Regions from separate parts of the Pan troglodytes genome. Here region 1 is linked to region 2. A link is a contact called in public capture Hi-C data. All regions are on one chromosome and are shown on one strand. Each heading gives the region's core, a stretch centred on a gene start, on an enhancer-like site or on the middle of the called end of the contact. The rest is flanking DNA. Distances are from core to core; before and after follow the strand shown.

Evidence for each region. Capture Hi-C pulls out chosen DNA fragments and counts their contacts.
Region 1: a contact with region 2 is called in a capture Hi-C map of stem cell-derived neural stem cells, with 11 times the contacts expected there. The contact joins two enhancer-like sites. A contact is called at or near these places in 2 of 7 Hi-C or Micro-C datasets (induced pluripotent stem cells and stem cell-derived neural progenitor cells) and 1 of 1 other capture datasets (stem cell-derived neural stem cells).

Annotation. Positions count from the first base shown.
Region 1 is chr19:70,714,180-70,718,386 of NHGRI_mPanTro3-v2.0_pri, reverse strand. It overlaps MSI2 (musashi RNA binding protein 2), which reads right to left. Exons shown (of 14, transcript XM_063799024.1): 8 at 570-652. Among named protein-coding and RNA genes, the nearest start is that of CCDC182, 150 kb to the left of the region's middle. Within about 2 kb of position 1,301, at least 3 of the 24 cell types and tissues checked have an H3K27ac peak or open chromatin away from gene starts, as enhancers often do. A contact at or near this core is called in stem cell-derived neural stem cells, where this site is marked.
Region 2 is chr19:70,252,753-70,257,056 of NHGRI_mPanTro3-v2.0_pri, reverse strand. It overlaps LOC107969279 (a long non-coding RNA gene), which reads right to left. Exons shown (of 3, transcript XR_001711009.4): 3 at 3,729-4,304. Among named protein-coding and RNA genes, the nearest start is that of AKAP1, 39 kb to the right of the region's middle. Within about 2 kb of position 1,521, at least 10 of the 24 cell types and tissues checked have an H3K27ac peak or open chromatin away from gene starts, as enhancers often do. A contact at or near this core is called in stem cell-derived neural stem cells, where this site is marked.

The sequences.
Region 1 (4,207 bases), core at 52-2,551, 460 kb before region 2:
TGCACTGCACCCAGCTAATTTTTTTTTTTTTTTTTTTTTTTTTTTTTTTTTTTAAGAGATGAGGTCCGGCTATGTTTCCCAGGCTCATCTCGAACTCCTGGCCTCAAGTGATTTTCCTGCCTTGGCCTTCTAAAGTGCAGAGGTTATAGGCGTGAGCCACCATGCTTGGCCTGGTTTTTACATTTTAAGTGGTTAAAAAGTTAATATTTTGTGATCTGTGAAAATTACATAAGGTTCAAATTTTGGTGTCCATAAACAAAGCTTTATTGAAACACAGCCCCACTCCTTCAGGTATGCATTGCCTATGGACGCTACCCAGCAGAACTGGGTAGTTGCAGTCAGCTTTATGGCCTGCAAAGATGAAAATATTCACGACTTGGCCCTTTACAGAGTTTGTCCACCTCAGTATGAAACAACTGCTACTGTTCACAGGCCTGGACCCCGAGCATCTAGCCCCCTCCCCACCCCTGCCCACTCCAGCCTGATGATGGGCTGGAGCAGTCTGCAAGACTGGGTGTGTACGTAGAGAAAGGGGGCATTCCATTTCAGCGCAACCCCTACACACTTACCATTTTATTATTGATTTCATGGAAATGAATCTCACAGACTTTCTCCACAACATCTTCATTCTCAAAAGTGACAAAGCCAAACCCTAAAGGAAAAGAGAGAGAAGAAAAAACAAAGAGAGGCGGGGTGAGTTCAGTTCTGGCAGGCCCAGGTTTTTCTCTGACGTCCTGAGGTCTTGACAGCCTCCTGGTCTGGGGGTAGGTAGGCGGATCCTTGGGAGGACCTTGAGGTTGGAGGCAATGATTTCTAATTTGTACTGAGCACCCTTCCGACAGCGAGGAAAAGTTAATGATTTCACCCACATGCAGCGGGCACTGTGTGGTTTACATTTGCCCCGAAGCAAACAAGAAATTTACTTGTCTGTTATTTACAAGGGTCAGGGCCCCGCGGCTCTGTGCACGGCAGCAGGCGGGTGGGCTAACCAGAGCCTCGTGGATCACTGCGGGGCCACGCTTGCCCTTTCCGCGAGCAGCCCTGGCCAGCCCTCGGGTCGGCCTCCAGACGGAGGTGGTTATTTGTCCTTTTCTTCCTGAATTACTTCCTCTAATACCTCATCAGGACATCCTGAGGCCTGGAAGAAACTATTAAAAGTTTCAGGCCTCTGTTCCGCGCAGGCATCCTTTTTATACTGCTGCTTCAAAAGCGCTCTGGATTTGGGGCAGTTTAAGACTGTTTGATGCCTGCTGTCAGCCCGTCAGCTATCCACTGTATTTACTCTGCTGGAGACCGGCTTTGCTAGACAAGCTGCACTGAAGAATTTTGGCAGGCGACTGCTGCTCAGTATCCTCAGTTCCTCTCCTACCCTCCTGCCCCTTTCTTTCTTCTCCTCCCGCCTCCGACAGCGTTTCCAGCATGTGGCCCCATCTGTGACCCCACTCAGTAAGTGCTGCTTTACCACATGGCCCCATGCAGGGTTGCACCCTCCTTGGATGGGATGCAGCTGCCACATGGTAGCGTTAACATGGCGAGGGAGCACAGGCCATGGGGGCAGACACACTGATGGGGAGACTGAGACCTGGCTTCCACTTCTCACTGTGCATCTACTTTATGTTTAATCTGGGGGAGCCCCTTCCCCTCTCTGAGCCTCAACTTTTGCATCTGCAAATGAAGGTGGTAGAACTGGACCCTGGGTTTCACACCTCCTGTCACAACCCAAATCAGGATTCACAAGGCTGTCTGCTGCCATCTGAATGTTTGTGGCTGCCCCTTGCTGCCCCCCGACCCCCCACCCAGATTCATGTTGAAATCCAAACTCCCAATGTGATGGTATTAAGAGTTCAGGCCTCTGGGAGGTGATGAGTTCGTGAGGATGGGGCCCTCATAAATGGAATTAGTGCCCTTACAGAAAGACACTAGAAAGCTTGTTTTTTCTCTCTACCATGTGAGGATGCAATAGGAAGGCAGCTGTCTGTACACAGGAAGGGGGGCCCTCCCAGAAATGACCATGCTGGCACCCTGCTCTTAACTGCCAGCTTCCAGAACTGTGAGAAATAAACCGTTTTTCTTAGACCATGGTACTTCATTATAGCCGCCCCAGCTAAGACACTCTTCTCCCCAAAGGTATGAACCTGGCTGAACACTAAGCCAGACACACCAAGCAGGAAGACAAAAACTGAATGGCTGTTCTATCAAAATTATATTATGATAATTGTGTTTCCAGTCAATGAGCAAAATACAGATGCTTCCTTTTCAAACTCTGTGTCTATTTTGGGTCCCTGCAACACAAGACGGAGAGGGAATTTCTCAGGTCCCTTCTGACTCTCATGCATCCAACTCTAACATCACCATCTTCTAAGGAACACCAGGAAACAGGGAGCTGATATGTGGAGCTCCTTTAGCATAGCTCCTGCAGGGACTAGCAGATTCTTCGGTATGAGAATAAAAAAGGCTACTATCTGCTCTCAAACCATTTCCAGTAAAACAGAGGGCTAGGACCACGAAACACAGCAATCGTGATCTTTATCATGTCATTTGCTACCACCACCCACCAAATACTGGGCCAGTGCTCCCAGCATACACGGTCCAGCCTGTTGTAGATACATAAGGCAGCATCAGATGTACCATAAAGTGGACATGAGTGTCTGCTGGAGGGGCTCAAAGATGCCGAGTTTCTCCCAGTGTCACCCAGTAAAAGCTAGGTTCTCAGTTACCTCAGAGGCCTGAAGCAGACATCCGACAGGATACGTCGTTTGAAATGCTGTCCAACAAAAAAACCTTTCACCAGGTTTATACCCCCTACCCCCTAAACCAGGTCCTTTGAGAGAAAGCTGCTGGGAACGCTATCCTATTCCCTCTCTTTGGGCATCTCCTTCTCCTTGGCCCTTGGTCCCACTGATCATTGCAGAGCTGGAGAAGAGCCACACCGACACGGCCCCAAGCCACTTCTCTTTGGGCTTTGGGGTATTTTTTCCTCAAGCGCTCCTTTAAGCACTTTCAGTTTCCTGAGGGCATTCAGCTCACCCTACTGGGGTATGTCTCAGGAATCCTGGGTTGGGAGGAGCCTTAAAAACTTCAGGTTAAAACTCCCACCCAGTCAAGGACCCCTGGAGCACTCAGCCAGGAACTTAATCTTTTTGGTTAATCCCCTTCCCCCAGCCCCACCCTCCTAGGGCCCAGATCCTAACTGGCCCCAGTAGAATGGATTAAGAGCCAGCACCCTCCCGCAATCCCACAGGGAGGGAGGGGTGGCACTGCGGAGGCCGCGGAAATTGGCCAGCGTGCCTTCAAGCCAGAGCGCCCTGCAAGAGGGTGATGCTGGGGTCTTGTTCTCTAAGGGTCCTCAGGACGGAACAGGGCCCCTAACACACACCAAGTGCTAAGTGAGTGACTGAATGAGCCATTTCTGCTCCTCCAGGGTCTGAGCGTCTTGCTAATCCACTTGAGTCACTGCTTTGCCTCAAGACTGATTCCGCTCTTCCTTCTGCGTTTACCAGCTGCCACCTGTGCTAGGCACTGTAAAGGACGTGGAGATCAACAAGGCAATGGCCCTCTGCTTGCACAATTCACGAACAGGCACGAGTCAGAGGATCCCATGCAGGGACAGCGTCTCCCTCTCACCCCTCACTTCCAGCCTGTGGGGCACTCTGGGTCTCATCTGTCTTTGAAGGTCACCCCTCTGCCCCAGCCCCCAGGCCCAGGCACCTTGCAAATAAAACAAGCCAGGATAGGCCAGTTTTTAGGGAACCTCACTGCTAATTAGGACAAGTGTAGCAGGTTGAATAGTGGCCCTCCAAACATACATCCATGTCCTAATCCCTGGAATTTATGAATGTGACCTTATTTGGAAAAAGAACTTTTGCAAATGTAATTTAATTAAGAATCTTGAGAAGAGATTATCCTGGATTTGGGGTGGGCCCTAAATCCAACGACAGGTGTCCTTAAAAGACAAACAGGGGATATTTGAGACACAGAGAAAGAGAAGAAGGCCATGTGAAGACAGAGGTAGGCAGAGAATGGAGTGGTACTGCCACAAACCAGGAACACCTGGAGTCTTAAGAAGCTGGTTTTCCAGAAGGCAAGGAACGACTGTCCCCCAGAACCTCTTGGGGGACTGCAGCACTGGCTTCCAGAACTGTGAGACAAGAAGTTTCTGTTGTTTTAAGCCACGAAGTTTGTGGCAATTTGTTATGGCAGCCACAGA
Region 2 (4,304 bases), core at 272-2,771:
TGTACATAGGTCAAAACTTATAAAGTTGTATGGCCGGGCGTGGTGTCTCACACCCGTAATTCCAGCATTTTGGGAGGCCAAGGCAGGTGGATAACTTGAGGTCAGGAGTTCAAGACCAGCCTAGCCAACATGGTGAAACCCCATCTCTACTAAAAATACAAAACATTAGCCGGGCATGGTGGCGGGCACCTGTAATCCCAGCTACTCTGGAGGCTGAGGCAGCAGAATCACTTGAACCCGGGAGGCAGAAGTCACAGTGAGCCGAGATTGCGCCACTGCACTCCACCCTAGGTGACACAGTGAGACTCTGTCTCAAAAAAAAAAAAAAACAACTTTTAAAGTTGCATACTTTAAAGACGTACAGTTTATTTTATTCTAATTATACATCAATAAAGTTAAAAAATGTAAATGGCCTATACACTTCAAATACAAGTTAGAGGCGGTCAGAATGGGGAAAGTAAAAGACGTGACTTTATTTTGTGTCCCAAGATATTATTTATATTACATATATTAAAAATATGATTATGTATTCTACATTTTATGTATATATATGATTACATACTAAAACGTATATTTATACGTGTATTTATATTAAATATATTTGATTTTCTCATTTATATTTTCATATGATTTCATAGATTTATAAATGTCTTATGTTGTGTGTTACATATAATTGCTTGTATGCATTTTTAGATTATGAAAATACTGGAGGGCTGTGTTTATATAGAGAATCCCAGATGTCAGCTGGGGTCTCCTGGCCCCATAAGGTGGGTAGCATTGATTAGACCGCCCATTTCTATTTCCACAGTCCAAAACTATCTCCAAAATTTCTCCAAATTCCAGAGAGCTGAGTTTCTAGACTTCCAGCCTCCCCCAAATTCTGCTCAGCCCTGGGTCTCCTGGCTGTGGCTTTATCTCCACTCTGGTTAAGCATTCATAAATGAGACATCTCTTCCTTTCCCTCCTCGTTTCCTGGCCCGACCCCACCTCACCCCCAGCCCCATCTCCAAGCACCTCAAATACAAGGCTGCTACCCGAAACCGAATCGGCACCACAGGGCAAACACCTTAAAAGGGCGCGTGGTATTCCTCAGGCCGCCCTGGCCGGGACTTCCTCCCCTGCGGCCACGCCACCCCAGCCTTCCCTCCCTCCCCATCTCCCCTTCCAGTCCCCACTCTCCTCTTTGTTCCTCCCTGTGGGATCAGGTTCTTCTCTGCCCCCAAATTCTTCCCTTTTCAGAGCAGCGCAATTCTGCTGGCCCAGAACCTCCTCCCAAACTCTCAGATGCTCGGCAGAACAGAAGGCCCACAGAGAGATAGCTGCAACTGCCAAGAGCTATTTTTTTCTGCCTCCCGCATCTGTAGGTTTGTGACTCTACGCGCCTTCGTAGCCACGTGCATCTGCACGCACGCTTACACGGGGAAGAAATACCCCAAGATGCTAACCCGAAAAGCAGAACCTGGGAATTGGCAGGCTACCCCTCTTGGGTTCCCTCCTCCCCTCCCCACGCCCACGTTCCGGGGCCCTCAGGACTCCTGCCTCGCCCCCTCACTCTCTGAAGTGTCTTTCCTTCCTGTCCCAAACTGTTGCTCTGCCTTCCCACTCTGCCTCAAAGGCCTGCCTTTCCTGAGCGAGTAGCAAGCCAGCCAGTACAAAGGCTGAATAAACAGTCAGTGGAAATTAACTTGAACGTTCAGGGAGAAGAACAAAGACTTTCGATGTGAGCTGGGGAAGGAATCATAATTGCCAGAGAGAGAGGGGCGGCCCAGACGCCCGGTTGCAAGAGACACAAGAAGCTGCGTTGTTGACAGTGGCGGAGACAGACAGGCACGATGCTGATTTGATAAGTGGAAGGGCGAGAATTCTAATGTAATGATGCTGATGGAGAGAGAAATGAGGACTCAGAGCGGAGAGGCAGGTGAGGGGTCCCTAAGGCAGCCAGCTGAGGTCTTTGTGCCTGAACAGGGGATCCCAGCTTCGCACCCTGAGAGCAGGGCCTGGGCAGCAGGTGTTCTGATGGCAGCTGCACCCTGGGGCCATAATTACAGCCAAGGAGCATCCCATGGCAGTTCCAGGGGAAAGTGGAGGGAGGACTGGCAACTGGGTCTCCAGCGTGGGGGAAATGACGGACCCCTATGGACCTAGAGAGATGGGGTAGCCGCGACTCTGGAAGAACGCATAGAAGCAGACAAAGCTGGCCTGCTTGAGATTTCTACAGAGAAGCATTCAGCAGATCTTGTTGTCTTCAGGCCGCAGCTAAGGGACATAAATAATAAAATATAGATTGAGTGCAACCCGGATGCCAGGGCTTCATGTTTAAGTCCTACAATCACCTTTTGAGGCGGCACTATTATTGACCCTAGTTTATAGAGGAGCAAACTGAGGCCCAGAGAAGTGGAGTAACTTCTCGAAGATCACACAGCTCTTAACTGGCACAGCCAACCCAGAACTGTCCAGGCATGTACATTTGCTTTTGCAGGTTGGGAGGTTTCAGCCTTAGTGACACATTGATGTGGTCAGAGATCTAAGGTTCAAGGGTCTAAAGCCTGGCAGGATCCGGCTTTTTCTTCATATCACTCACAAGTATCCTGACAGGCCTAGTCTGCATCCACCAGAGGCTAAGATGGCACCACCTGTCCACAACCTTCCACGAGTCACGAGGTGCAGAGGAGGTTCCCTGCCACTGGTGTGAGCTGCTCACTGGGTATTCTGCACTCATTTTCTTATCTAACCTCATCAGACCTTACCTGACCCCAAAGTGGGGTGCTTAGAAGGAATATAAGGAAGGCCCTTTCAAAGGGGCCTGAGATGCTGGAACACACAAGACAAGGATGCAGTCATGGAATTCCCTTTGGGCATCTCACCCTCTGTTAAATGCACCTCTATCTATAGCATTTGCTTGGGGGAAATGGACTTACTTGTTTATTCATTTGACAAAATATTTTTGAGAGCAGATGATGTTCTGGGTCCTGTTTTATATGCTGGGGTTACATAATAAAAAACTACGCCCTGCTCTGGAGGGGCCCACAGTACCAGCAGCTGAATCACAGCAGGCCATGGGAACTGAGGGGCCGCCATTCCACACCTGGTGGGAGGCCAGGGTGAGGGTTCAGAAATTCTTCCTGGAGGAGGGAGCCTCAGAGTGCAGTGTTAGGGGAAAGGCAAGGGGTGGAGGTGGGGAGAGAACGCAGACTTTCTGCAGTTTAGAAGACTGGAAGTCGGGGGTTGGTGAGCCAGGAGGCTCTGGTGGCCATGGGGTTCTGGGAGCCTTTCTGGATGGTATTGGAAGCCTCTGTTGGGGGCACTAAGAATGGCTGGTGACTCTGATCCAGCTGGAAATGGGGATAAAAGAAAGATTCCAGTCCAGGCCCAGTGGCTCACACCTGTAATCGCAGCACTTTGGGAGGCCAAGGTGGGGGGATCACTTGAGGTTAGTAGTTTAAGACCAGCCTGGCCAACATGGTGAAACCCCATCTCTACTAAAAATACAAAAATTAGCCGGACATGGTGGCACACACCTGTAATCCAAGCTACTTGGGAGGCTGAGGCAGGAGAATTGCTTGAAACCGGGAGGCGGAGGTTGCAGTGAGCTGAGATCACACCACTGCACTCCAGCCTGGGCAACAGAGCGAGACTCTGTCAAAAAAAAAAAAAAAAAAGAAGAAAGAAAAAAGAAAAAGAAAGGAAAGAAACAGAAAAAGAGAGAGGGAAGGAGGGAGGAAGGAAGGGGAAGCGGAAGCAGAAGGGAAGGGAGGGAAGGAAGGAAAGGAAAAAAGAAAGAAAAGAAACAAAGATTCCAGAGTGTTTCTCTCCCTGCAAGAAATGGAGGAGACTTCCCAGGACCCTTGCTGGGTATCCTGGGGCTGGTCTGCCAGGATCTAAAACATGGGAACCAGCATCTTCTGGAGGGAAGCCACACCAGGCCACCTCCATACCTCCCAGTAATTGACAGGAGGGACGCTCAGGGTCTCCGTTGCTCTCTGAGTCACACCATGTTCTATATGTGCGTGGCCTGAGGACACGCTATAAATATTCATGGCTGGAAAAACAAGGTGAGAGTACAGTCGTGCTCCAGAAGAAACCACGGAGGGCAACTGGCTTTCATTGGGCAACTTCGCTTCCCGCCTTTAAATGCTAGGTCAAAGCCCGAGGAAGAACTAGACCTTCTAAAACCCAGTTTCCTTAATTTGTTTAACAAAAGACATCTCCATGCTCTGTGGCCTCTTAATTGCCGTAGATGTTAAAGTGCAGAGAATTAAAGAATCAATGGACAATTAAGGAGGCACTGGCAGATTCTGGCCAAG